7 separate regions of the Mus musculus genome follow, and regions 2, 3, 4, 5, 6 and 7 are each linked to region 1. Evidence: chromatin contacts called from public Hi-C and promoter capture Hi-C data. All regions are on one chromosome and are shown on one strand. The core of a region is the stretch at or near the end of the contact, and the rest is flanking DNA. Distances in the headings are between cores, read along the strand shown. Region 1 holds the start of Cdan1 (congenital dyserythropoietic anemia, type I (human)). Region 2 holds the start of Ltk (leukocyte tyrosine kinase). Region 3 holds the start of Tyro3 (TYRO3 protein tyrosine kinase 3). Region 4 holds the start of Mga (MAX gene associated). Region 5 holds the start of Mapkbp1 (mitogen-activated protein kinase binding protein 1). Region 6 holds the start of Mfap1b (microfibrillar-associated protein 1B). Region 7 holds the start of Serf2 (small EDRK-rich factor 2).

Region 1 (3,221 bases), core at 379-2,878:
ACAAGAGAAATAAGTCAATGTTCTGCTGTCCTCCTCTTAATGAGATGCGAAATTGCTCTTTGAAGTTCTTTTCAATGTGTTACATTGTATCCTTTCTCCTTCAAGCATCTTCCCTTTATGTGTTTTTGCTCAGGCAACCATGGGCATAGAGTATTGAAAAACATGCAGTGCTTTTGTATAGGCCATCTGTACATAAAAGTGTAATTATTTATTTAATTTTCTCATTTGTACCATATTAAAGCTTTGTACAGTGTTTTAAGTTCTGTTTTAAAATTATTTTGTATTTTATTTTTATAATCTAGTAATAAAACATTCAGTCCGCATGCAAACTTTAGTGCTATTTGTGTGATGGTTTGGATTTCAAAAAGTGAAAACTATTTCCTAAACTACTAAAGTGTTACAGAAGTGACAGACAACCAAGAGAAGGCCATTTTGGCTAACTTAGACGCTAGGTGAACACCAGGGTTCAGGGGTCTGACGTGCGTGTTCAAGCTGACTTTGATATTCTTCTGTCTCTGCCTGCCAAGCACTGGGATTGCAAGCATCCACTAAATCCAGCACAGAATTAAGTTTTCAAAACTCCCTTTTCTTCTCCTTGGCAGTATGCTAGAGGGATTCCTGCTCCATCTACTGCCTATCACCAAGTGGTCTTCCTTTGAATGAGAGGAACACAGGGCCAATACACTGCTACTTTGTTTTGGAGGAAACTATAGATCCTATATCTTGATTTTTTTTTCTTTCCTTTTACTAAGGAGTATCATCCGAAAGCCTATTATATTTTTCAAAATAAGGGACCTGACAGGAAGTGTAGCCAGAGGGTTAACCAGCCAGTGTGTGTGGAGGAGGGTCGGGGGAGTGTGTCTAGGAATGCCATACTCTTCCAGAAGCTAATCATGAATCCTGACCTCTCAAGTAAAAGAAGTTGAGATATTCCCCTGCTGTAAACTCTTTAATACAATACGTAAGGGATTCAATACAAGTCTGATGGACATTTGATGATTTTATAACATGCCTCAGCATGAACTCTGTCCTCAATTGTCAGTTGATGAAAAAGTTGGCCAATGGTAAAGAGTCAGCCTTTTGAGTAAAAGAGGGGAAGGGGTGGGGAGCTAAGTAGGCCGGGCGCACCCCTTTAATCCCAGCACTCCGGAAGCAAAGGCAAGATAATCTATGAGGTCGAAGTCAGCCTGGTCTACAGAGTGGCCAGGCTATACAGAGAAATCATGTCTCAGAAAAAACAAAAAGGTCAAAACACAAGGTTACTCACTTTATTTTGGTTGAGGAGGGAGTGACTCAAAAAGCTCTACAGTCATGGTCTAAGGCTGTGCTTATGACAGGTGTCTGGTCTCATAGGCTGGTCTCTTAGAGTTGGTCACTTTTCCTGTCTGGTCCCTCTTTCAGACCCGGGTCTCCTCAGGCAGTTCATCTTATCACATTGCTCCAGGGGCCAGGAAATCAGAGAAAGGCGCCTCGCCGCCCTGCAGGCCTGGCTGGCTGGGCAGATCTTCCCGGGCCGCCAGAGCCCCACCCCTCAAGGACCCGCCCCGTCGTCCAACGGTCGATCCCGGTCGCCGGCTCCGCCCCTCCCGGCTGCCCGTGGCGCGAGTGCGCCTGCTCAGTAGCCTCAGAGCGCCTGCACAGGGATGGCGGCCGTTTTAGAGTCGCTGCTGCGCGAAGAGGTGCCGGTCGCAGCCGCCGTGCGGTGGATCGCGCGCAGCACCCCGAGTTCGGAGGTAACAGTGCGGACACGCCCTCAAGCCTGCCTGGAATGTGCTTCCCGCGGGGGATGATGCTTCAGTCCCTTCTCCCAGCCTGCCCTGCCTGACGGCCCGCGCCAAGGGCGCTCGCTCCTCTGCGCGCCGCTGCCGGGCCGCCCACCCTGCGGCCTCAGCCGCTGACGGCCCGCGCTGTCAGCTGACGCTCTCGCCCCGCGACCTCTGCTTCTTCCTCAGGATAGCTCCGAGGTGGCCGCTCTGAGCGCACTTCGGCCTCTGCGGAAGGAATTCGTGCCGTTCCTGCTGAACTTCCTGAGGGAGCAGAGCAGCCGGGTCCTCCCGCAGGGCCCCTCAACCCCCGCCAAGACCCCAGTCGCCTCGGCAGCCTTGCCAGCGAGGCAGGGGGCCCCGGCACGGGGTGGCCGTGGGGCGCGCAGCCAGCTTTTCCCTGCAGCCGAGCCCCTCAGCGCCGCCGCCGAGGCACCTCTGGCCCGCCGTGCGGGCCGCAGGCGGGGTCCGGGACCGGGGCCGTCCCGCGAACGAGGCGGTCGGGGCTCCGGGGCCGCGGAGGAGGGGGCGAGTGGCGAGAGCCCGCCTTGGGCCGGAGGCCGGAAGCCTAAGGGCTCAGGCAGCCCTGGCAGCCCCAGACTGTCGCTCTCTGATCCGCCAAACCTCAGCAACTTGGAGGAGTTCCCTCCCGTAGGCACCGTTCCTCCGGGCTCTGCAGGGTGAGAATCGGTCCTTATTGCAAGATGTTCGCTAAAGCCGAGCTTGGTGCCCCACAGTAGAGTGCGCGATGGTTAGAAGGTTGAGGGTGAAGAAACCACAATGGGGGAGGGTTTAAAAGGGGCCCAACTGTTATGGATGGAATGATGCTTGAAGATAGAAAATTGGAAAAAAACAAAAAACTGTGACTACTCTCAGCAGAACGAAGCCTTCTCGAAGGATCAACCCAACTCCGGTGAGCGAAGAGCGGTCACTGTCCAAGCCCAAGACCTGCTTCACCTCACCCCCAATCAGCTGTGTCCCCAGTTCCCAACCCTCAACCCTGGACACTAGCCCTTGGGGCCTTGGCCTTCCCCCAGGGTGCAGAAGTCTGCAAGAGGAGCGGGAGATGCTCAGGAAGGCGCGGTATGGCTTTGCCGCCACCTGGGATGTCAACTTCCTCCTTATGCGGGACTTGCAGGGATTTTTCCTGAACTTGATTTCTCCCTTCGGGATTCTGGGTTTGCTTCTTGGGCTGTTGATGTCTTCTCTGGCAGAACCTGAATGTGAATGTCGCTGGTAAAGCCAGGCTGATTAATCATGACATCTCCTCCTGTTCACATAGCACCAAGCAACTCCAGCAGTCACCTACCCCAGCCTCTCCCATCCCAGAATCGGGGTCTCCGGTTCCCAGCAGGACAGGAAACCTCACCGCAGAGCCTGCCGACCCGGCCAGAGTGTCTTCTCGACAGCGCCTGGAGCTGGTAGCCCTTATCTACTCCTCCTGCATTGCTGGTGAGT
Region 2 (3,221 bases), core at 243-2,742, 970 kb after region 1:
TTAGTATTAGATACTCAGAATTTACTAATTAGCTAGTTACCTGATAGGCCCAGCTTCAGTTTTTAGAAGTAAAAACATCTTTAGCGTTTAGGCTTCAGTCATTGACTTAGTTTTTTGGGTTTTTTTAAGTCCAGTATGTGTTTATTGGGATGGTTCTTCCCTTAGTTGCCTCCTCCCAAAGAAACTCCTCCTGTAACCTTTGCTTTCCCCCTTGGAGGCCGGCAGAGGGCAGGGAGTCAGGCAACCCACAAGACCATTATTTGTGCAGTGCTAATGACCCTGGTGGGATTTTAGCCTCCTGGGTGGTTTATACCCATGGATTAGAAATTAGGAACCTTGAGGGGAGAGGCTGGGGGTGGGGCGCTGAACAAATAAATTAATTAAAAAAAAGAAATTTGCACTCTTCTACAGATAGCTGAGATCCTTTGCAAAAGATTTATTCTGGTAGGAAGATTTTGTTTTTGTTTTGAGGGGACTCATAGCAATCCTGCTGCTTCAGCCTTCCAAGTGCAGGAATTACAGGCATGAGCCACCATGCCTGGCTTAACATTAGCATTTTGAACAAAAGATAAAGGACACAATACACAAAACTATCCTTCCATGTGATTTTGCAGTTGGTGGCCTGTGGCTGAGCCACTCTGCATTGCCTGGGAATGCTAGCACTTGAATCTTCTGACATCTTTTTTTTTTTTTTTCTCTTTCAGAGACAGGGTTTCTCTGTGTACCCCTGGCTGTCTTGGCACTCACTTTGTAGACCAGGCTGGCCTCGAACTCAGAAATCTGCCTCTGCCTCCCAAGTGCTGGGATCATAGGCATGCGCCACCACCACCCGGCTTCTGACATCTTTTTAACATATCTATTAGCTTTTTGAGAGGAAGTCTCATGTAAGTCCAGGCTGGCATCCAGTTTGAAAGCAGAAGATAACACTGAACTTGGGGTCCCATCTCCACTTGGCAGGTGCTGGGTTACAAATGTGAGCAACACTGTCCACATTTTTCAACACCTTATCCAGTCATGGCAGTAAGAAATTGTCCACAGGAACAGTGTGCAACAAACTCAGAAAGTCATGATTCTGAGGTACTGGGATGTCCTGCCTCATGGTCAGAAAGGGACACAGCAATGGCAAGCAATAATGCCTTATGGGGGACAGTTTAGTCGCCATCACCCAGGAGGCAGAGGCAGGTGGATTTTTGGAGGCTCTACATACTTCCCATGTGTGATCATGCACTTAAACTAACACTGACACCAATAAAGCCATTCACTATTGATGCTATCCTGAGACCCACAAAAGCTACTGCCATGTACTAGGTGCTGTCCAGCCTATCACAAAGGTATAATGTAGAGTCAACTTTTTCTCCTACCAGGAACTCACTAGTTTGTTGGTGTGCCATAGGTGGGGACTAGAGCCCTTCAGCTCAGCAAGGCTCCTCCCAGAAGCCTGGGGACCTCGCTGTCCTCATGCTCCGCCTTTTCCTTCTATTTCCCGGGTCTGACGTGAGTGTATACAGGCCAGTTGGAAGTCGGCAGGGTAGTGGTGATAGCTCTGAGACTGCTGACACGCCTATAAACTGCAGCTAGGGAATCGAGTTCTCAACCATCATCCTTTGCTGGAACCAAGGGATTGGGCGATGGGCTGCTCCCACCGGCTGCTGCTGTGGCTGGGAGCTGCTGGTAAGTGCTGTTTGGTGGTCAGGGTACCAGCCAACCAGAGACAACTAGATTTGGGGCTGCATTAGCAACAGACCAGGTCTCAATGGTTCCTTCTAAGGTGGCCTTGTGCTTTTAGAGTACAGCAAGAAAGGTGCGGAGCACGTCCGAATCTAAGAATCAGATGGGGCCTTGGCACTACTTGGGAGGAAGCTAGAGAGAGGAGAGGTGGTGGGGTGCTGTACAACAGAGAGCGGTGCAGCCCCCAAGTCACTCCATGAGAGCTCTGGAATGATATATGTAGACATATATGTATATATATATATATATATATATGTATATATATATATATGTATATATGTAGATATATGTATATGTCATGATATATGTAGACACCTTGCAAGGCTTGGGAAACCCGGTTGGGTGGTAGGTGTCTAGCTTCAGCCTCTGTATGCACCAGCTGGGCGGCATTCGGGGTGTGGCTGGAAGCAGGGTACTGCTGAGTGGCTATCCATCTCTTATGTCTCCCCTGTCACATTCTGCATCATCTAACCCTTCTTCCTGTCACCTTTCAGGAACTATTCTTTGCTCCAACTCGGAGTTCCAGACACCTTTTCTAACACCTTCGCTTTTGCCGGTGCTGGTACTCAATTCCCAGGAGCAGAAAGTCACCCCCACACCCAGTAAATTGGAGCCAGCTTCCCTCCCAAATCCTCTAGGTGAGTTTCAGGCTCCTCCCTTTTCTTGGTTCACCATCTCCAGATCCCTAGGCCTGGAGAGGAACTTTTTCCTTCTCCCTTTGTACCTAGGCACACGGGGGCCTTGGGTGTTTAACACCTGTGGCGCCAGCGGCAGGAGCGGACCCACACAAACACAGTGCGATGGGGCATACACAGGAAGCAGCGTGATGGTGACAGTGGGGGCTGCCGGGCCGCTCAAAGGCGTGCAGCTGTGGCGGGTGCCAGACACAGGCCAGTATCTGTAAGTGCCCAGCAGGAAGAGGGTGGCAATCACCTCTTAGGCTGAGGTTCTACAGACCAGGGAAGTTATCTTAAAACATTCCGCAGAGAAGTCTAGTGTCAGTCACTTCGATTGTCTGTCCTCCTCCTAAGTTAACCATCGTCAGGACGGCCGCCCAATCAACGGTGGCTGAAGATGGGGCTGGATGATTCCAGCCATCTCCGTTAACGCTCTTGAAATACTCGTGGAACCCAACCCAAAACTCGGTTCTTCCCCATCCCTTCACAGTCCATCTAAGTCCCTTAGGAAGAAGCTTTCCGGCCACGGGTTCCCGACCTTGAGCCGCCGCCTGGTCCAGGACCGAGGCGCCTAGGACTGAGACGCGGACCGGTGCTCTCTCCTCCTGCAGGATCTCCGCCTACGGAGCGGCGGGCGGCAAGGGCGCCCAAAACCACCTGTCACGGGCGCACGGCATCTTCCTCTCAGCAGTCTTCTTCCTCCGTCGCGGGGAGCCGGTGTACATCCTTGTGGGGCAGCAGGGCCAGGACGCCTGTCCCGGAGTAAGCGGGGCGAGTGGGACAGGGGCGCCCGGTCCGAGAGCTGGGGGAGGAGAG
Region 3 (3,221 bases), core at 455-2,954, 930 kb after region 1:
ACTGCTCTACCCAACCAGTGCAACAGGCTGCCAGCTCTCTGCCCAGGGTGTCAGTCAAGCCCACGAACTGCTGCTAGTATCCCTGACTCCACCCTGTAAAACGAAGGGAGGTTGAGAAGAGGGAAGGAGGGAATGCTCCCCTGAAGTGGAGAACATATGGCTACAAAACCACGTCAGATCAAACACATGGCAGCCTTCCTGGCAGCCGCCTGCTCTATTAATACCTGAATGTGTGCTGGGGCGGGTGCTAGGAAGACGGGAGGCAGAAGGGAGGGGTGGGGCCCTAAGCAGAAGCCCCAAGACCCCGGAGCTACTGTGGCATCAACAGGGCCCACTTATTAAAATCTTACCCTCTTCAGGCAAGGGTAGACACACACAAACACACGCCCACACACACACACCCTCCTGGCATGTATTAAACAGATGGGCAGGTGAAGAATCTGCATAAAGGAAATCCAGACCTGTTCTTTCTGCTCCTTACTGTGTAACCCTAGGTAAATTCCTGGGCTCTCTGAGCATCTGATACGCACCTCGGAGCCTGCATATACTTTCCACTCTTTAGCTTCCTTTCCTTTCAAGGCTAATGTGGCAAAGAACTCAGTTTTTAAGAAATGCTTGTTGGATGGCTGCTGCCGGGGGAGGGGGGGGGCGCCTGTCTCTCTACCCTTCCCACTCACCCTCACAGGACAAGGAGACATAGCTTCACACCCCTCTGCACCCTGATGTGTGCGTGTGAACTTGAAGGCAAAGGTGCTGCCCTCCTGCCTCGGGGAAATGCCTCTGTGGCTGTGTGGCAACGTAAAGCTAATCTTCACAAGAAGCAGTAACCTTCACCCAACCCAAGCTACTCAACATTCGGGTTTCCGGGAGCGCCAAGGGCCACAGGAACTAGAGTACGGGCAGAGGTATTTTAGAATCCAGCACCTTCACAACCCTGGGTGCTCAAACCCAGATCCTGTAGTTTCAAAGTGGGACCTCGGGGGTGTGCGGAAGGCAGAATGGGTCCTTAGGACTGGGGAAAAGGGAGCAGACTACTAGGAACATAGAGGCGGGAAAATACAGTCCTAAGCACCCCCGACTGCCCACACCCCCCACTCCCTTCCTTTGCACCCAGCCAGCCCCGGGCGCGAGAAAGTTGGGGGCGGGGGCCGCGGCCGGAGGTCTGGCAGCCAACACCCGCTGCGTCCTAGTCTCGGCCTTCCAGCCCCGGCCACCGACCCCAACCTCTGGCCGGCCCAGGCCCGGGTCTCGCCCGCTGCCGTCCCCGGGCTGCGCCCCTCAGTCGTGCGGCTCAGCAGCCCCCCGCTTCCCGCCGCCTCCCGGGCCACCCCTACCTGCGGCCGCAGACCCGGGGAGCAGCAGAGAAGCCAGTCCCGCCAGCAGCAGCGGCCGGAGCCCCGGCCACCCCATGCTCCGCCTCAGCGCCATCGGCGGCGACGCCGCACCATGCCGGGCCCGGCCCGCGAGCGCAGAGAGGAGGGTGGCGGAGGAGGGGCGGGAGGCCCGCGGGAGGGGCGGGGGGCGGCGCTCGGCCCGGGCGTCCCGGACCCGCGGCCGCCTAGAGCCGCGGCCACCGCCGTCAGCAGCGAGGAGTCCCCGGGGCTGCGGCTGGGCCACCGCGCTCCTTCCACAGCCGCCGCCGCCGCCGCCGCTGATTCATGTTCTTCTGCGAGCCGCCGCCTCCTCCCGGCCCGCCCGCCCGCCCTCCGCGGAGCTCGTGCCGCCCTCCCCCTCCCCCGCGCAGCCCCGGTGGCGAGAGCCGAGCGCTAACCTCAGCCCTTACCGCCCGACCTCCCGCCCACCTCCAGAAGGCGCAGCGGGACCCGCGCCCTGGCCACTCCGCTGCCGCTGCGGAGGACCTGCCTCGCTCCCTGGACAGGCACCCGGCCACGCCCCTCCTTCCCCAAATACTTTCCAGTCTCCAGCGGGGCACCCCATCCTCTCCTCAGAACCCCTCTTGGAAGCTCCTGCCACACCCCAACACTGTTCTAAATCCTGACCTCAGACTCCGACACAGCCCTCTCAGAACACAAAGCACCTACTAGACACAGCAACCCTCAGGTGTCCCCAAGACGGCTGGAACAGCTCCCCGAGAAACTACTAGCATCCCTGTACCTCTTTGCTTGAGCTTTTCACCCAGTTTTTTTTTTCTTTTTCGATCTTTGTAGCCTACCTTTAATCGCCAAGTATTCTCCTATCGAAAGACCATTCTCCCCAGCCCATCTTCCCAGAGTGTTTTCCAGTTTGTCGTCCATCTAGAGTTTTCCAAGATCTGTTTCGTAATTCTTAGGTGTCCATCCCCACTGCTAGCCTACGAAGGCCAAAGCAAAATCACCGTGATTTTCGAGGGTATCATTCTTCTTTCTTGCTTCCTCTTTCCACCCCTCCACTTCTGGGACATAGTGTGAACATTGGCATTGTCTTCATACTAGCTAGTGAAACATCTGCTATTATTAGTAGACCACCTTGCGCACAGTAGGCACTCCATAAATAAATAGGCAGATCCTTGTTAAAAGAATGAATAATTGCCTGCTCCACAACCAGTAATCACTGGAGGTGGCCTGCCCACAGACATCCTGTCAGGAAGATGCAGAGCTGGTTCCAAATCGCACCTGCCAAGTCCTCCTCTTGTCCTCACCTCTTCTTGGCCCCTGGAGGACAACCCACAACAGGCGCTTTCCAGGGGTCCTGGATGGGGAGAAAGAACTAGCCAGTGAGACGTCCCATACTCACTGGATCTTTCCAGGGATTCTCCTGAGCAGCAGGAGCCTCCCTCTTCCTCCACTTGGCCCACCAGTGCTTGTTTATTAATTATCTTAATGATAACAGCAGTGCTGGCGGCAGCCGCAGACCCAGCTGGGGGCGCCCCCAGGCGGCAGGATAGGAAGACTCTTGGCAAGTCTGGTCAACAGTTGGATCGGAGGGGCCTGACTTCCTGCTGAGCGCTCTGCCAATTTTCTTGGGAACTCTAGGATGGCTCCAGGACGCTTTCCTGAAGGGGGAAAAAAGAAAAGAAAAGCACACAAGCTTGCTCTTTTCCAGAGCTTTGGAATTTTGAGTGTCAGACAGTCTGGAACGGAAGCCAGAACTGTTCTACGCTGTCTCCAGTAAAGGGGACCCTTCTCTTTATTTCAATTAACCTGGCACAGAGTATTCCCGGAAGATGTTCAATCTAGAGACCAAACACAGCTTCTACTTCCTGTTCTTCACTCCTGAGCTGA
Region 4 (3,221 bases), core at 348-2,847, 830 kb after region 1:
AGGTATTAATCTGAAACAATTCAAGTTAACAAGCTTTTAGTTGCCTATGGGTTACTAAGTAGAACCTGAAAAACTAACCTTTACTGCAGAAATGGACAGCAAATTTGAAATAAATATGCCAATGCACCCAGGGAATGAAATTTCAGGTCTTTCACTTGTGTTGCAGTTAAGTGGACACAACTTACTACCTATGTATAAAAAAATAAAACAGCCTCCAGTTACTCGCTTTTCAGCTAGCCACAAACATGAAAAAAATGTCGCAAAGAAAACTCTTCCAGGGTAGAGTCCCAAGGATCACGTGCAGCCAGGCGGAACCCTGTGTTCCTAAGGCTGTTCAGCCGCTTTCGGTTACCTTGGAGACTACACAACTAGTCACCCCGCCAGCCCATTTCCCAGCAGTCCTCTCGCTACTCTCCTGCACCTTAACTGCAGCAGCGTCGTGCGCAAAAAGCCAGCAAGACAGGCAGAGTTGACCAAGCACTTGGACACGCAAGCTTGGCAAGCTCAACAACACCCACAGACTGAGCATAAGTGAGCCCTAACTTCTCAAGATCCACGTGTCGGCTTCGGCGACGCGAACAAGAGTGGGTCTCCCTCAGACGGAGATTTTTCCCGTTCTACTAATCAAGCCACTCTTCAGGCACTCTTCACCCATGCCTGCTACCATCCTTTTGCCAGAGAAAAAGAGACATTCTTGGGGAACGAAAGAGAAGGCTAATGCCCTTGCGCACCTTACACTCGACTCAAAGACGTACTTGAAAATTCAACAGAAACGGGAAGTCCTATGGACAGAAAACCAGTCAGGTTACCCCAGAAAGAGAAAAAGGAACCACCACCTGTTCCCTACCTGTTTTCTCCGCCTTCGAATTAGCACTTACAAATCACAGCTCCTTTGTTTACAAAGTTCTCACTCTCATTCAACTCACTCATCGCCCCCTCATTAAATTCGGGGCCTTGCCTCAATTTGACCCGAAATTACACGCTAGGAAATGTTTGAATAGGTGTCAAAACACTGCATCCAGTTCCTTGGAGAAACAGACATTGGTTGTTTCCCTCGGAGAGTTGAAACTCAGAGAGCTGAACTCTTAAAACCTGTGCTTATTCCATCGATAACCAGGCTAGAAATCGTCACGCGGAACGTGCCATGCTGTTCAACACCCCACGCACGCGAGGGCAGGGCCGTGCCGTAGGCACTTCTCACCCCGCCCGCCTCGTGGTCTCGGTCTCCGGCGTCGATGTTCCTAGTTAGTTCTCCGAGCGACACGGAAGTGAGGTCGGGGAGGCGTGCGAGATGACATGCGCAACTCGCTCAAGGGACCAAAGGCTGCACAGCGTAAGGCCCAGCCAGGCCCAGGCGTGCGAAGCTCTCTCTGCGGAACGCTGGGCAAGCCGTTCAAATACACAAGTGGTTTAAACTCAAAAAAACTCCAATCGGGCCACTATTGAAGCGACGCCCTCCACCCAGGCCCGAGAGTTACCGTGCGGGGCGTGGCCGGCCTCACCCCGAGTCCTTCACATCCCTCTAGGGGAGGGTTATTCTGAAGGGTTCGCACACCGTGTGTCCGCTTCAGCTGAAGAGCCTGCGCACGCACCGGATGTCCACGTCACTGCGCACGCGCTCCTACCAGCTTGGAGCCGACCGCGCAGGCGCATAGGGAGGCGCGAGCAGCACCTCTTTGCCCCTCCCCCAACATCAGGAGGCCAAACAGCCCGGAGCAGCGTCAGGACCCTTGGGTTCCGCCCACGGAGCCGAAGCCGTAGCCTTTTCGCATTTTAGTAATCCAGAAAGAACTTATGAAGCTTCCAGAATCAGGAAAGGAGAGACAGGAGAGAGGTACACAATACGCTCAATCCTGTATTCGAAGCCTTCGTGAAAATTCTGAAACCACTGCCCTCCAGGCCTTTCCCAACAAGACTCTTCAGCCTTTCCCAGAGACTTCTCACCGGCCCCGCCCCTGCCGTACCCAGCCCCACCCACATGAAGCTTCATAGACCTCCTGGCTTCGCAAATCCTTCAAAAAAAAAAAAAAAAAAAAAAAAAAAACGGAGGACCTCCTGTACAAAGTGCTATGGGGTTGGAAAGTACCAGAACACTGGAAAAGCTTGAAGCAAACACCACGAAAGAAGAGTAAGCAATTTTCCAATATTCGCCAACAAAGAACACTAGGAAAATTCGAGAAAGCCTTGTTGAGCGCAGAGAATGGAAGTTTATGCCTATATTCTCAACACTGAGGCTGAAGCAGGATTGCTGCGAGTTCGAGGCTAACCTGAATTCTATAGTGAGTTCACGTTCCAGAGTAGGCTAGGCTGCCAAGACACCGTGCTGGAATGAAAAGCAAAGCAAAGAAAGGTTCTATAAAGGAAAAAGAGCTGCCACTAAATTGCCTGATACCAAGATGAAAGATGTCTTAAAAAGAAATGGTCAAGAATATTTTTGTTGTTGTTGTTGCTTCTTCAAGACAATGAAGCTTAAAAATGTAAAGAAAACATTAACCAACAATGTATATTTTTGTTGTTGTTGTTGCTTCTTCAAGACAATGAAGCTTAAAAATGTAAAGAAAACATTAACCAACAAGTATGTCAGACAATTGCCAAACTAAGTCAGAGAGCAATAATTCTCAACCAAACATCAAAAATTTTAGGTTTTTTTCTCTACCATTTACTACTTTCATGCTGCTAACCTACCAGTAAATGTTTAAAGTGAAAAGGAGTAATTACGAAATAATTAAGTAGAAAACATAAAATGCAGTCCATATTCCCAAACTTTTCACTCTCAAGAGATAATAGAAAAACTTATTTTGTGCTAAGTGACAATACAAACACTTTGAAGGAAACCAAGAATGTAAGGATGGAGCCAAGAGGAAGGACAAGGATAGCCAACAGGGTTGATCTGACTTGCTTCGTTTCACTTAGCTATTTATTCCTGAGGAGATACGCAACACATAGGCAGAAACTGAACTAAAGTTTACAGACTTCTGAAATCCATGATTCAGGAAAACCATTCAAGATCTTAGAAGACTGAAAACCATTTCTTTAACACGTTCCTCTTCTCTGACTCAAGAACCTTTCCTACTAAACCAAGATGCCTTCTCGAGGGTTATAATGGTTTCTCAAAAAAATCTCATTTTTCTGAGACTAAAATTTGAGTTTATTTACTAGTAAAATGTCTGCCCCTAAGGTATGAATGACTCGGTAGCATCTCAAAAAAAGACAACCCAAAT
Region 5 (3,221 bases), core at 202-2,701, 760 kb after region 1:
GTATCTTTATTTATATTATATTATGGATATGATTGCTCTATCTGCATGTACACCTGCATGCCAGAAGAGGGAGGGCATCAGACCTCATTATAAATGGTTGTGAGCCACCATGTGGTTGCTGGGAATTGAACTCAGGACCTCTGGTAGAGCAGCCAATGCTCTTAACCACTGAGCCATCGCTCTAGCCCAGCAACTTAAGTATCTTAAAGAGATAAACCATTTTACATTTATTTCTTCCCCTGCATATGTGCATGCACATGTGGAGATCAGAGAACTACTTCCAGGAGTTGGTTTACTCCTTCCACCATGTGGGTCCGAGGAATCAAAATCAGATCAGGCTTGTTGGCAAAGGTCTCTACCAGTCCAATCTTGCCAGCCCAATCTTCTACATCTTTGAACATGACAGGGTATCACTATGTAGCCCTGGCTCCCCCTGGAAATTGTTATATAGACCAGGCTGAACTTGCCTCTGACTCCCTAGTGCTGGGATTACAGGCATGCATCACTAAGCTTGTCAAAAAATTGTTTTGCTCTCTTAGATGAAGTGTATTAGTATATTCTTTCTGTTGTACAGTCTGGCATTATAACCCCAACTGTTACACTAATACATTAGTCACAGCTAGGTCCTTTACAGAATATGTGATCTCACTGTACTCTTCTAAGAAGAGAAACTGAGTCATAAAATGTCAACTTGTTTCCCAAGCACACACTTAGTTTAAACTGAGGCCCTGTTAAACCCAGTTTGCCTTCCTATGCCCTTCTTCAAGCCATGGCTGCGTCTCAGCATGCCCACCCACGCCTGCTGTTCTTCCAACTTCAAATCAGGTCGTCAAAGATAAGCGTATATGATCTTTTAAAGCCAACAGAGAAATTTCATTCTTCCACCCCCTTCCTGCCCCTCAAGAAAGAGAAAGGTAAAAAAAAGGAACGAAGTGCAGGAGAGGACAGAGTAGGTAAGAGGTGGCTCCCAACAGGACTCACCTTGGAGCTGAGGTCCTCTCTCCGGTTTCCTGCTTTACTTCTGCGTAATTTGATGGATGGAGACCTCAGCAAGTTCTTGATACGGCTAGTAATGGTTGACCCTTCTCCAGCCATCATAACGAGGAGCCCCTAAGGACAGTCCCTGGCCTAGCCTTTGGACTTGTCTCAACAGCGGTACTGCCTTCTCGTTCAACACAGCCTTCGGATATGCACTTTCACTGGCCTGAGATGGCAGAAGCAACCTTATCATCACAGTAGGTGTCTTCTGCTTGTCACCAACTCTTACTCTGGGCATTGCCCTGCGCTTTCCCACTCCCCATCCCCACCCTAGCCTGCTAGATTTTTTTTTACAAGGGGAGGACGACCCCTGGAGTGAAGAAATGTCAGGCCCACACCTGCCAGAGGCGTTTAACTGAAGAATCGGATGAACTAGTGACCAGTCGGGCGCCGGTTACAGCCCAAGTGTTCCCATGGTAACTGAGGTGTCCAAGGGAGGAGGCCTCCGAAGCCACTGGGCAAGGGGCCGAAGCACCGAGCTGGCCGCCGGGCTCACGCTGGCCCGAGCCGATGCGAGAAGCTCCCTCCCGCACCCGAGTCTTGGGAGCTCCGTTTTAGCCCCCCACACCCACTGCCTACTTCAGAAACCCTACTACTCGTCAGCGCCCCCGTTCGCTGGGGCCCAGCTCACAGCGCCCTCCGGCATCGCGATCGACGGCTTCAGCTCTGCTGCCGCAGCCGCAGCAGTAGCTATGGTGGCACCAGCGGCTCAAAACGCGAACTAGAGCCTGGGCCGAGCTGCGCTGGGAGGGCGGGGCCTAGTAAAGGGGGTGCGGTCTGTGGCAGATTGGTTCCCGATTGGACGACTGATGCCTATGGGGGCGGAACCAAGGAATGAACCAAGAACGCAGAGGTCTCGGATTCTGCACAGTATAATTGTGGGTACCGCTCCTAAAGGAAGGTCAATGTAATATTGCTTTAGAATTGAGAGAACCTGGCCTTTTACGGTATTATCAGGCATGGTCCTCTTAGAGAACTTTGATAACCACGCCTCCAGGCCTAAGATTGATATTTGGTGGGCCTAGGAGATTACGGCTGAAATTTAATTCCTAACTCATAAAAAAAAAAAAAAAAAAAAAAAAAAAGGAGGGGGGGGGTTTGGGATGCTGCCAAAAGAACTCCTTTCCATTCCAAGTGCTGGGATTTAACGCAGTTGGAATCGTTTCTGATTCCGGCCAGCCTAACACAATGACTCACGCAGAGTAACTCAATTTACACACTTTTGAACTTAATCTATCAGTGATGGAAGACTCAAGCCTCAAAATAGAGCCTTAGGGTAGGTTGTGAACTGAAAAGGCACCCATGATATAATCCATCATTTCCTTAGCTGCCAACGTCCTTATAGCATTTAACAAGAAATACTGTTAACAGCATTAACAGTATTTTTGCTACTCCAGATCTTTTCTGTCTTTTCAAAAATTGCAAACACCCCTAGGGCTGACACCGATGTCAAAGTTTGCTGCTATCAGGTTTTGTTTGTTTTGTTTTGTTCTAGCTCATGGAGATAGGGGAAATACCACATACTCATGCTTCATAGATTTGTAAGTTGGCTAGAATTTTTCATCTAGCTACTACTTCAAGAAATTACCTTGGGGGTTGGGGAGCGCTGGACAGATGGATTGGTGATTAAGAGCGCTGGCTTCTTTTCATAAGACTCAGGTTTAATTTACCAGCACCCTTATGGCATATCACAACAGTTCCCAGGGATTTGTCTCCCTCTTTTGGCCTCCATCATAGGCACCAAGCAAAACACCCAAACACATAATTTCTTTAAATAAAATAAAACTGCCTTCTGAAAAGGCTAGCTTAAGCCAAAAGGCCTGTACCCAACTAGAACAGTACACTGACATGTCCCCCATTCCAGACCGTAGGAACTGCTGAGGAAAATGGTAGTTAGAGGGAAGGATCCTTAAAAAATGGTTTAGTGGCCGGGCGGTGGTGGGACATGCCTTTAATCCCAGCTCTTGGGAGGCAGAGGCAGGCGGATTTCTGAGTTCGAGGCCAGCCTGGTCTACAAAGTGAGTTCCAGGACAGCCAGGGATATACAGAGAAACCCTGTCTCGAAAAAACAAAAAACAAACAAAAAAGTTTAGTGGTACTTGCACAATCTGTGTTCAAACAGGAAGGTACCTGTGTACTATATAGCTACGTATTGGATACAAATGTCAACAGCAACTGGACGC
Region 6 (3,221 bases), core at 529-3,028, 740 kb before region 1:
TCCCATGGTGGCTCACAGCCATCTGTAACAGGATCCAATGCCGTCTTCCAGTATATCTGAAGAAAGCAACAGTGTACTCACATACATAAAATAAATAAATCTTAAAAACAAAACAAAACAAAACAAAAAAAGGGAATAGAAGACAAATAAGCATAAACGTCAATAGGCAGAACTTGAAAGAAATAACACAGGTGTTGGCATTAGGACCTGTGTTTGATTCCCAGCACCCAAATTAAAAGGCTGGCATTAGAATTCAAGCACAGGTGATGCAAGACAAGTGGAGTTCTGCAGCTCCATGGCCAAACTGACTACCCTGAACACAGAGCCCAGGTCCAACAGACGCTGTCTCAAACACAAGGGAGATGATGCACAGGTTAGGATGCTTGCCACCCAAGCCTAGCATCTTTATCTTACTCCCAGAGCCTCCATAAGGGCCATTTCTCACTATTGTCCTCTGATCATCATATATGGCATGGCTCACCCACCCCAATAATAAGAATTTGGGGTTTTTTGTTTTGTTTTGTTTTTGTTTGTTTGTTTGTTTTGTTTTTTCGAGACAGGGTTTCTCTGTAAAGGGTTTCTCACTTTGTAGACCAGGCTGGCCTCGAACTCAGAAATCTGCCTGTCTCTGCCTCCCCGGTGCTGGGATTAAAGGTGTGAGCCATCACACTCGGCAGAATTTGCTAAAGGTAGACACTTCTGTTTCTCTCAGGTTAACATTTAGTGCATAGTTGTTTACAAACTCTGAGGGGTTCTAACTTGAACTTCTTATTTTTATGTATATCTTTGGGGCTCCCCCCCTTAATTTAGATGGGAGGGTAATGTGGTTATAATCCAATAAACATTTTTAATAATAACAACAACAACAAAAATATTTTTGTCTACTCTGGCCTTCTAAAGCTTTTCTGCTTGTAAGCTTCGTCCTTGTTTGACTCATTGAAAATCCTCACTAAAGTTTGTCAATTTCCTGTCTTCACCAAGCAAGGACACAGGTGAAAAAATTTGATAATTATATTAACAGAACCTTCAAAGTCCTATATAATATTGTACTCCCTCCCAGAATTTTTACTGTGTAGACCGACTAGCCTCAATTACAGAAATCCACCTGCCACGGTCTTTCCAGTGCTAGAATAAGGGCATGTGTGTCCAAATCAACAATTGGCCCCTAAGGGATTCTCCTTTTTTTTTTTTTTTTTTTCTTTTGAAGAGTCTTCTCTTGTTGCCTAAGCTGGCCTACAAAACACGGCAATCCTCTTTCACCTTCCCAAATGCTGGGATTACAGACGTGACCCACGTATCCGGATGAAACACTTTACACTTCTAGCTTTTTATTTTTTATTTGTTTTTTCTTTTTTGTTTTTTCAAAACAGGGTTTCTCTGCGTAGCCCTGGCTGTCCTGAAACTCACTCTGTAAACCAGGCTGTCCTCGAACTCAGAAATCCGCCTGCCTCTGCTTCTTACTGGGATTAAAGGGGTGCACCATCATTTTCGGCCACACTTCTAGCTTTAAACAGTATGCACCAACAGTCTCTCCTAAAATGTAATAAATAAAATCTTTAATCCGAACCTTCCTGGACCTTACCAAAACCAAAAGAAACAACTGTCAGACAGGAGGACCTTCCAGTTCTTGAGCGGTTGAAGACGAGAAAATTGCCTTAGGAAAGCGCACAAATTTCAAGCTAGCCCTTTAAGCGATCAGCGCTCAGCCGCCCTCCAATTACCCACAATCCTCTGTTATGTACTTCCGGTTCCTCTACCTCTGCCGGAAGTTGTTTCTGTCAGTTGCGCAGCTGTGTCCAGCACAGCCTGTGGGACGCGGCGTTCTGCTCCTTGCTCTTCGTTGTTGGGATTGAGTCCGTTTTGGAGAGTCTCCGCGGCAGCCGTCACCATGTCGGTCCCAAGCGCACTCATGAAGCAGCCGCCCATCCAGTCTACGGCTGGGGCCGTCCCAGTTCGAAACGAGAAAGGTACGGGCTCCCCTCCCCTCCGGTTGGCTCTGAACTCTTTCATCCTGAGTATCTCTCAAACCTGCCTTACGCCGACCATGCCAGCTCGGCTGGCCCTTAAAACCTAGCTGCAGTTTCTTCCTGCGTCCCGCCTAAAGTCACAGGTGGCGTAGAGAAAGGGGATAGCGGGATCCACTTGCATCTACCTGATCGATTTAGTGAGGAGATCTCTCTCGAAATATGAAGTAAAGGAGGCTGGAGAGGCAGATCAGCGGTTGAGAGGACGTACTGCTGTACCACAGGGCGCAAGTTCAATTGCCAGCAGTCACTTCAGGTGACTCAACAACAACCTGGGACCCCAAGTCTAGGGAGATCTGACACCTCTGGCTTCTGCCAGTACCTACGCTTGTGCACATATCCACACATAGCATCCTTACAAATGATGATAATAATAATGCTGCATAGATGGCTCAACCGTTAAAGGCCAGGCTCACAGGCAGAACAGTAACAAAAATCAAAATATAAGAAGAAAGTGGGGCTGGCGAGATGGCTCAGTGGTTAAGAGCACCGACTGCTCTTCCCAAGGTCCTGAGTTCAAATTCCAGCAACCACATGGTGGCTCACAACCATCCATAACGAAATCTAATGCCCTCTTCTGGAGTGTCTGAAGACGGCTACAGTGTACTTACATATAATAAATAAATAAAATCTTTAAAAAAAAAAAGAAGAAAGTGAGCTAGAGGCCTATGTTGTGTGTTTCTTTTCACTGTAATTGTTTTGTTTGTTTATTTTTAAGTGTATGAATGCTTTGCTTCCATGCATGGATATGCACCATGTGGGTGCAGTACCCACAGAGGCCAGAGGAGGGCCTGGAGTATCAGACTGTAACAGACTGCCATGCAGATGCTGGAAAATTGATCCAGGACCTCTGTATGAGCAGCAGAGCCTCTTAGCTGCTGAGCCACCTCTTGAGCTCCACCCTGTTTGTGTTATAGAAGAGATCTCCCGATTCAGCACAAGAGCTGGAGGAAAAGGTAGAAGCTGGCTAGTCAGAACGTTAAGTTAGGTCGTAAAGGCTGCCACAGCACCGCAGAGAGAGAAGCTAGGAAGAGAGCTGCCCTTACTGTGCCTGAGGTCAGACCCCGAGCATCCACATAGACACCTTGTGGGGAGAAGAGACGAGTTAGGAACTTTAGGCTTGATGGCTGGGCTAATAATAGCTGAAACAGCAAGCAACAGGTTCAGTGAAAGAACCTGTCTCAAGAAAGTTGTACA
Region 7 (3,221 bases), core at 370-2,869, 720 kb before region 1:
AGGGCAAGAGGGTTGGACACGAAGCCACAAGGCTACTTGGGTTCCTCCTTCTTCTCGTTTGCCTTTTTCTGCTTCTGCTGCATGATCTCCGAGTCCCTGGGGGTAGAGATGATGGGGCACTGGGAGGTACCAGAGGGCAAAAAGGACAAGATGCAGGGGATGAAGGGTACAGAGGATAAGATGGAAGTGGATGGGACAAAGTTCAGCATATGGCTGCTATATTCCCACCCTAGGAGAACAAGAGGAACAGAGCTAAGGGTCAAAAGGCAATCAATCAGTCTCCATATGGCTGTTGCCCAAGGGGTCAGAAGTCTGGCCGCTCAGGCCCAAGGCTCTCTATTCTGTACTAAGTACCACACCCCAACAACACTAGTGAGAAAGTCGGGAAGAGGGAGGAGAGACAAGCAGCAAGGAGGGTCAAAAGTACTGGGCTGTCAAAACAACTACACTTGATATGTGAAGCCCCTGCCCTTGCCCTTAAGGTCAGAACTAAGGCCCGCAGAAATCAGCCTGCGGACAGGGACCCGCCCCAGTCCCTTCCTGTATGGCTGTGACCTAACAATTTAGAGTGGGGAGGAAATAAAACCCTAGAGGAAGCAATGCACTCTGCCCCTCACATCTAACCTAGACTTGGACCCTGCAATAGCTCTCTCTCCTGGTACACCCCTTTCTCTAACCCAGGTCTCCCCGTCCAGTCCCGGCCCGACCCTTCCTTTTCCCTCCCTGGGGCTACCTCTGCTTGCGGGCGGCAGCAGAAAGCCCATCATCTCGGCGCTTTCCCTTAACCGAGTCGCTCTGCTTCTTCATGTTCTTCTGGCGGGCGAGCTCTCGCTGGTTACCGCCTAAGAAGAAGAGAAGGTACAAAGTGAGACGCCGGAGCCGCTCCACGTACACACCAGCGCCCCTCCTCCCCGCAACTGGGACCCCGACCGTCCCCCCAACCCCCGCCGCAGCGCCGACCCCATCGCGGGGCTTCGGCTGCCCGGGGTAGGTTAACTTGGGGGTGCGGGAGGACGGTGCGGTCGAGACTGCTGGCGGCGCGCGTCAAGTTTGAGGCGGCGCGGGGGCCCAGACAGCTGCTGCGGTGTGTGGGACGCGCCGGGGCCTCACGGGCACGCGCCGGGGCCCACCACTCAGGGAACCCGGCTTCCCCAGCGCGGAAAGCCGGCGGCGGCCCGCGCCCAACACAGGGGTCTCCGCAAGTGGCGGCGTGCAGAGGGCTGCGCTTCCGGCTGGGCGGGAGGCAGCTGGAGAGCGCTCCCTAAAGACCCTTCCGCCCGCCGGGGAAGCCGAGGGGACGCACACGCCGGCACCCGGGCGCGCGGGGAGCGAGAGCAGAAAGAAAAGGGAGAGAGGAAAAGGTCCCAGCACTCACGGGTCATGGCGACGGCAGCGGCTCCAACCTGCCTCCGTTGCGTCCCCCTCGTTCGGGCCGACGTTGCAGGCCCCGCCCCCTTCGCGCGACGCCACCAAGTCGTCTTCTTCCTCCCGCCCCTTCACGCCCGGGCGCCCGCTTTCATTGGGCAGGGGGAAACACGTGGAGTGCGGTGCCACGCGCCAGTCCCGGAGGGCGAAGAGCGGAGCTCGGCGGGCGGAGCGCTGGCACGGGGCGGGGCTTCCCCGGAGCGCTGGGTCCCAGCCTGTAGAAACTAGGCCGGGTCACGTGGCCGGGGGGTGGAGGGGTGCGGCTGGCGATGTGGCGCTCCGACGGGGCCGGGCACGTGACTAGGCAAAGTGACCTCATGTGGGACAGTTTAGGGTACTGACTGACAAAGTCGCCCCGAAGGAACGCGGGGGAGGGGCGGGGCGGGGACGGGACGGGGTGAGGGCGGGATTTCCTAGGTCGTTCATCCGGTTATGTGCTATCAGTTCTCTGGAGCTAAACTTAGTGCGGTTCCCCGGTCTCCGAGCCTCTTGGCCGAACACTTGCCACAGTTGTCTGAAAACATACGCAGACAATTAGGAAACCCCTTTCCACTTTCCTCGCCCCTAAGCGCAGCCAGTTTTAGTGTGTCATAAAGTGATCCTGCAATCATTTCCCAAGAGCTTGAGTCCAGAGCTCCTGCATGCACATCTCCACTACTGAACTGGACTTAAGACTGCCCACAGAAACTTTGAATGTGCCTTGGGGGTGACGAAGCATACCCGAATCTGACTGTGGAGTTACTTCAGGAACCGAGATTAGGGAATGCTCCTATTTTATTAGTTTGCATCTCTCTCTTTCTCTCTCTCTCTCTCTCTCTCTCTCTCTCTCTCTCTCTCTCTCTCTCTGTCTCTGTCTCTCTGTCTCCTCTCTCCTCCTCTCTCCTCTCTCTCGACCGTGCCTACATTGTATCATTTCCCCTAAACCTTACATTTGGTTTGTAAGAGAAATCAGGCTGGTAACTAAATCTTTATTTTCGGTTGCTGAATCACAGATGCGCGCGCCCCCTGTAGAAAAGATTAGTTAAGCCTTCTCTCCCTTCCCAGGTCCAAGACAACAGGAATTCTGCTAAACTATCATGAAATAACCCCAACATGAACCAGAACAGTAGGATGCGTTTCCTGCTGACCAGAGGCACTTTATCCTGTCCAGTACCTTCACTAAGCAGCTGAATTCAGAGACTTCACTCCACTCTTTCACCAGAGTCGCCTAAGACTACTGAAAAACACAGATATTTACACTACGATTTATAATAGAAAAATTACAGTTTAAAAATAATTCTAGCCGGGCGGTGGTGGCGCACGCCTTTAATCCCAGCACTTGGCGGATTTCTGAGTTCGAGGCCAGCCTGGTCTACAGAGTGAGTTCCAGGACAGCTAGGGCTACACAGCTGTTGTCTCGAAAAACAAAAACAAAAAATAATTCTATGGTTGGGGGTCACCACTACATAAGGAACTTTATTAAGGGGTCGCAGGACTGGATCCATGAACTCTCATAAAATGGTAGGTATGGTGGTGTGTTATCTGTAATCCTACTACTCCCATAGTGAGAAGAGAGGTAGAGATGGGAGAATTTTCTGGAAGTTCAAGGACCAGTGAGCCTGGAATACAAAGCAAAAGCAATCCAACAGAAACAATGACAGACCCTGCCTCAGAAAGATAATAAAAGACAGTGGTGGCACACGCCTTTAATCCCAGCACTCCGGAGGCAGAGGCAGGCGGATTTCTGAGTTCCAGGACAGCCAGGGCTATGCAGAGAAACCCTGTCTCAGGACAGCCAAGGCTATGCAGAGAAACCC

The links. Promoter capture Hi-C pulls out the DNA fragments that hold promoters and counts their contacts. Hi-C and Micro-C count contacts between places; a contact is called where the count stands out from the background.
Region 2: a contact with region 1 is called in a promoter capture Hi-C map of liver, with 5 times the contacts expected there. The contact joins the promoter of Ltk here to the promoter of Cdan1 in region 1. A contact is called at or near these places in 4 of 39 promoter capture datasets (hippocampal neurons, liver and pre-B cells), 1 of 115 datasets of contacts at active chromatin or transcription factors (embryonic forebrain) and 2 of 9 other capture datasets (adipose tissue and liver).
Region 3: a promoter capture Hi-C map of liver shows a contact between it and region 1, with 5 times the contacts expected there. The contact joins the promoter of Tyro3 here to the promoter of Cdan1 in region 1. A contact is called at or near these places in 2 of 39 promoter capture datasets (both in liver), 1 of 115 datasets of contacts at active chromatin or transcription factors (astrocytes) and 1 of 9 other capture datasets (liver).
Region 4: a Hi-C map of erythroblasts shows a contact between it and region 1, with 5 times the contacts expected there. The contact joins the promoter of Mga here to the promoter of Cdan1 in region 1. A contact is called at or near these places in 1 of 39 promoter capture datasets (pre-B cells), 1 of 484 Hi-C or Micro-C datasets (erythroblasts), 1 of 115 datasets of contacts at active chromatin or transcription factors (memory CD8 T cells) and 1 of 9 other capture datasets (liver).
Region 5: a promoter capture Hi-C map of liver shows a contact between it and region 1, with 5 times the contacts expected there. The contact joins the promoter of Mapkbp1 here to the promoter of Cdan1 in region 1. A contact is called at or near these places in 4 of 39 promoter capture datasets (hippocampal neurons, liver and pre-B cells), 1 of 115 datasets of contacts at active chromatin or transcription factors (astrocytes) and 1 of 9 other capture datasets (adipose tissue).
Region 6: a promoter capture Hi-C map of liver shows a contact between it and region 1, with 3 times the contacts expected there. The contact joins the promoter of Mfap1b here to the promoter of Cdan1 in region 1. A contact is called at or near these places in 2 of 39 promoter capture datasets (both in liver).
Region 7: a contact with region 1 is called in a promoter capture Hi-C map of fetal liver, with 6 times the contacts expected there. The contact joins the promoter of Serf2 here to the promoter of Cdan1 in region 1. A contact is called at or near these places in 6 of 39 promoter capture datasets (the C10 cell line, fetal liver, hippocampal neurons and 2 more), 4 of 115 datasets of contacts at active chromatin or transcription factors (embryonic stem cells, memory CD8 T cells, pancreatic cancer cells and 1 more) and 1 of 9 other capture datasets (liver).

What each region holds. Positions count from the first base shown.
Region 1 is chr2:120,729,924-120,733,144 of GRCm38.p6, reverse strand. Cdan1 (congenital dyserythropoietic anemia, type I (human)) reads left to right here and starts at 1,628. Exons shown (of 28, transcript NM_026891.2): 1 at 1,628-1,733; 2 at 1,953-2,443; 3 at 2,640-2,846; 4 at 3,046-3,215. The coding sequence starts at 1,644. It overlaps Ttbk2 (tau tubulin kinase 2), which reads left to right. Exons shown (of 16, transcript NM_001024856.2): 16 at 1-329.
Region 2 is chr2:119,758,702-119,761,922 of GRCm38.p6, reverse strand. It overlaps Ltk (leukocyte tyrosine kinase), which reads left to right and starts at 1,492. Exons shown (of 20, transcript NM_203345.2): 1 at 1,492-1,671; 2 at 2,223-2,366; 3 at 2,457-2,628; 4 at 3,017-3,167. The coding sequence starts at 1,629.
Region 3 is chr2:119,797,997-119,801,217 of GRCm38.p6, reverse strand. Tyro3 (TYRO3 protein tyrosine kinase 3) reads right to left here and starts at 1,704. Exons shown (of 19, transcript NM_019392.2): 1 at 1,335-1,704. The coding sequence starts at 1,428.
Region 4 is chr2:119,895,604-119,898,824 of GRCm38.p6, reverse strand. Mga (MAX gene associated) reads right to left here and starts at 1,597. Exons shown (of 24, transcript NM_013720.2): 1 at 1,479-1,597.
Region 5 is chr2:119,970,929-119,974,149 of GRCm38.p6, reverse strand. It overlaps Mapkbp1 (mitogen-activated protein kinase binding protein 1), which reads right to left and starts at 1,451. Exons shown (of 30, transcript NM_011941.3): 1 at 982-1,451. The coding sequence starts at 1,098.
Region 6 is chr2:121,472,580-121,475,800 of GRCm38.p6, reverse strand. It overlaps Mfap1b (microfibrillar-associated protein 1B), which reads left to right and starts at 1,778. Exons shown (of 7, transcript NM_001081975.3): 1 at 1,778-1,967. The coding sequence starts at 1,889. It also overlaps the pseudogene Gm14018.
Region 7 is chr2:121,447,596-121,450,816 of GRCm38.p6, reverse strand. Serf2 (small EDRK-rich factor 2) reads right to left here and starts at 1,619. Exons shown (of 3, transcript NM_011354.3): 1 at 1,376-1,619; 2 at 734-842; 3 at 1-96. The coding sequence starts at 1,382. The coding sequence ends at 33.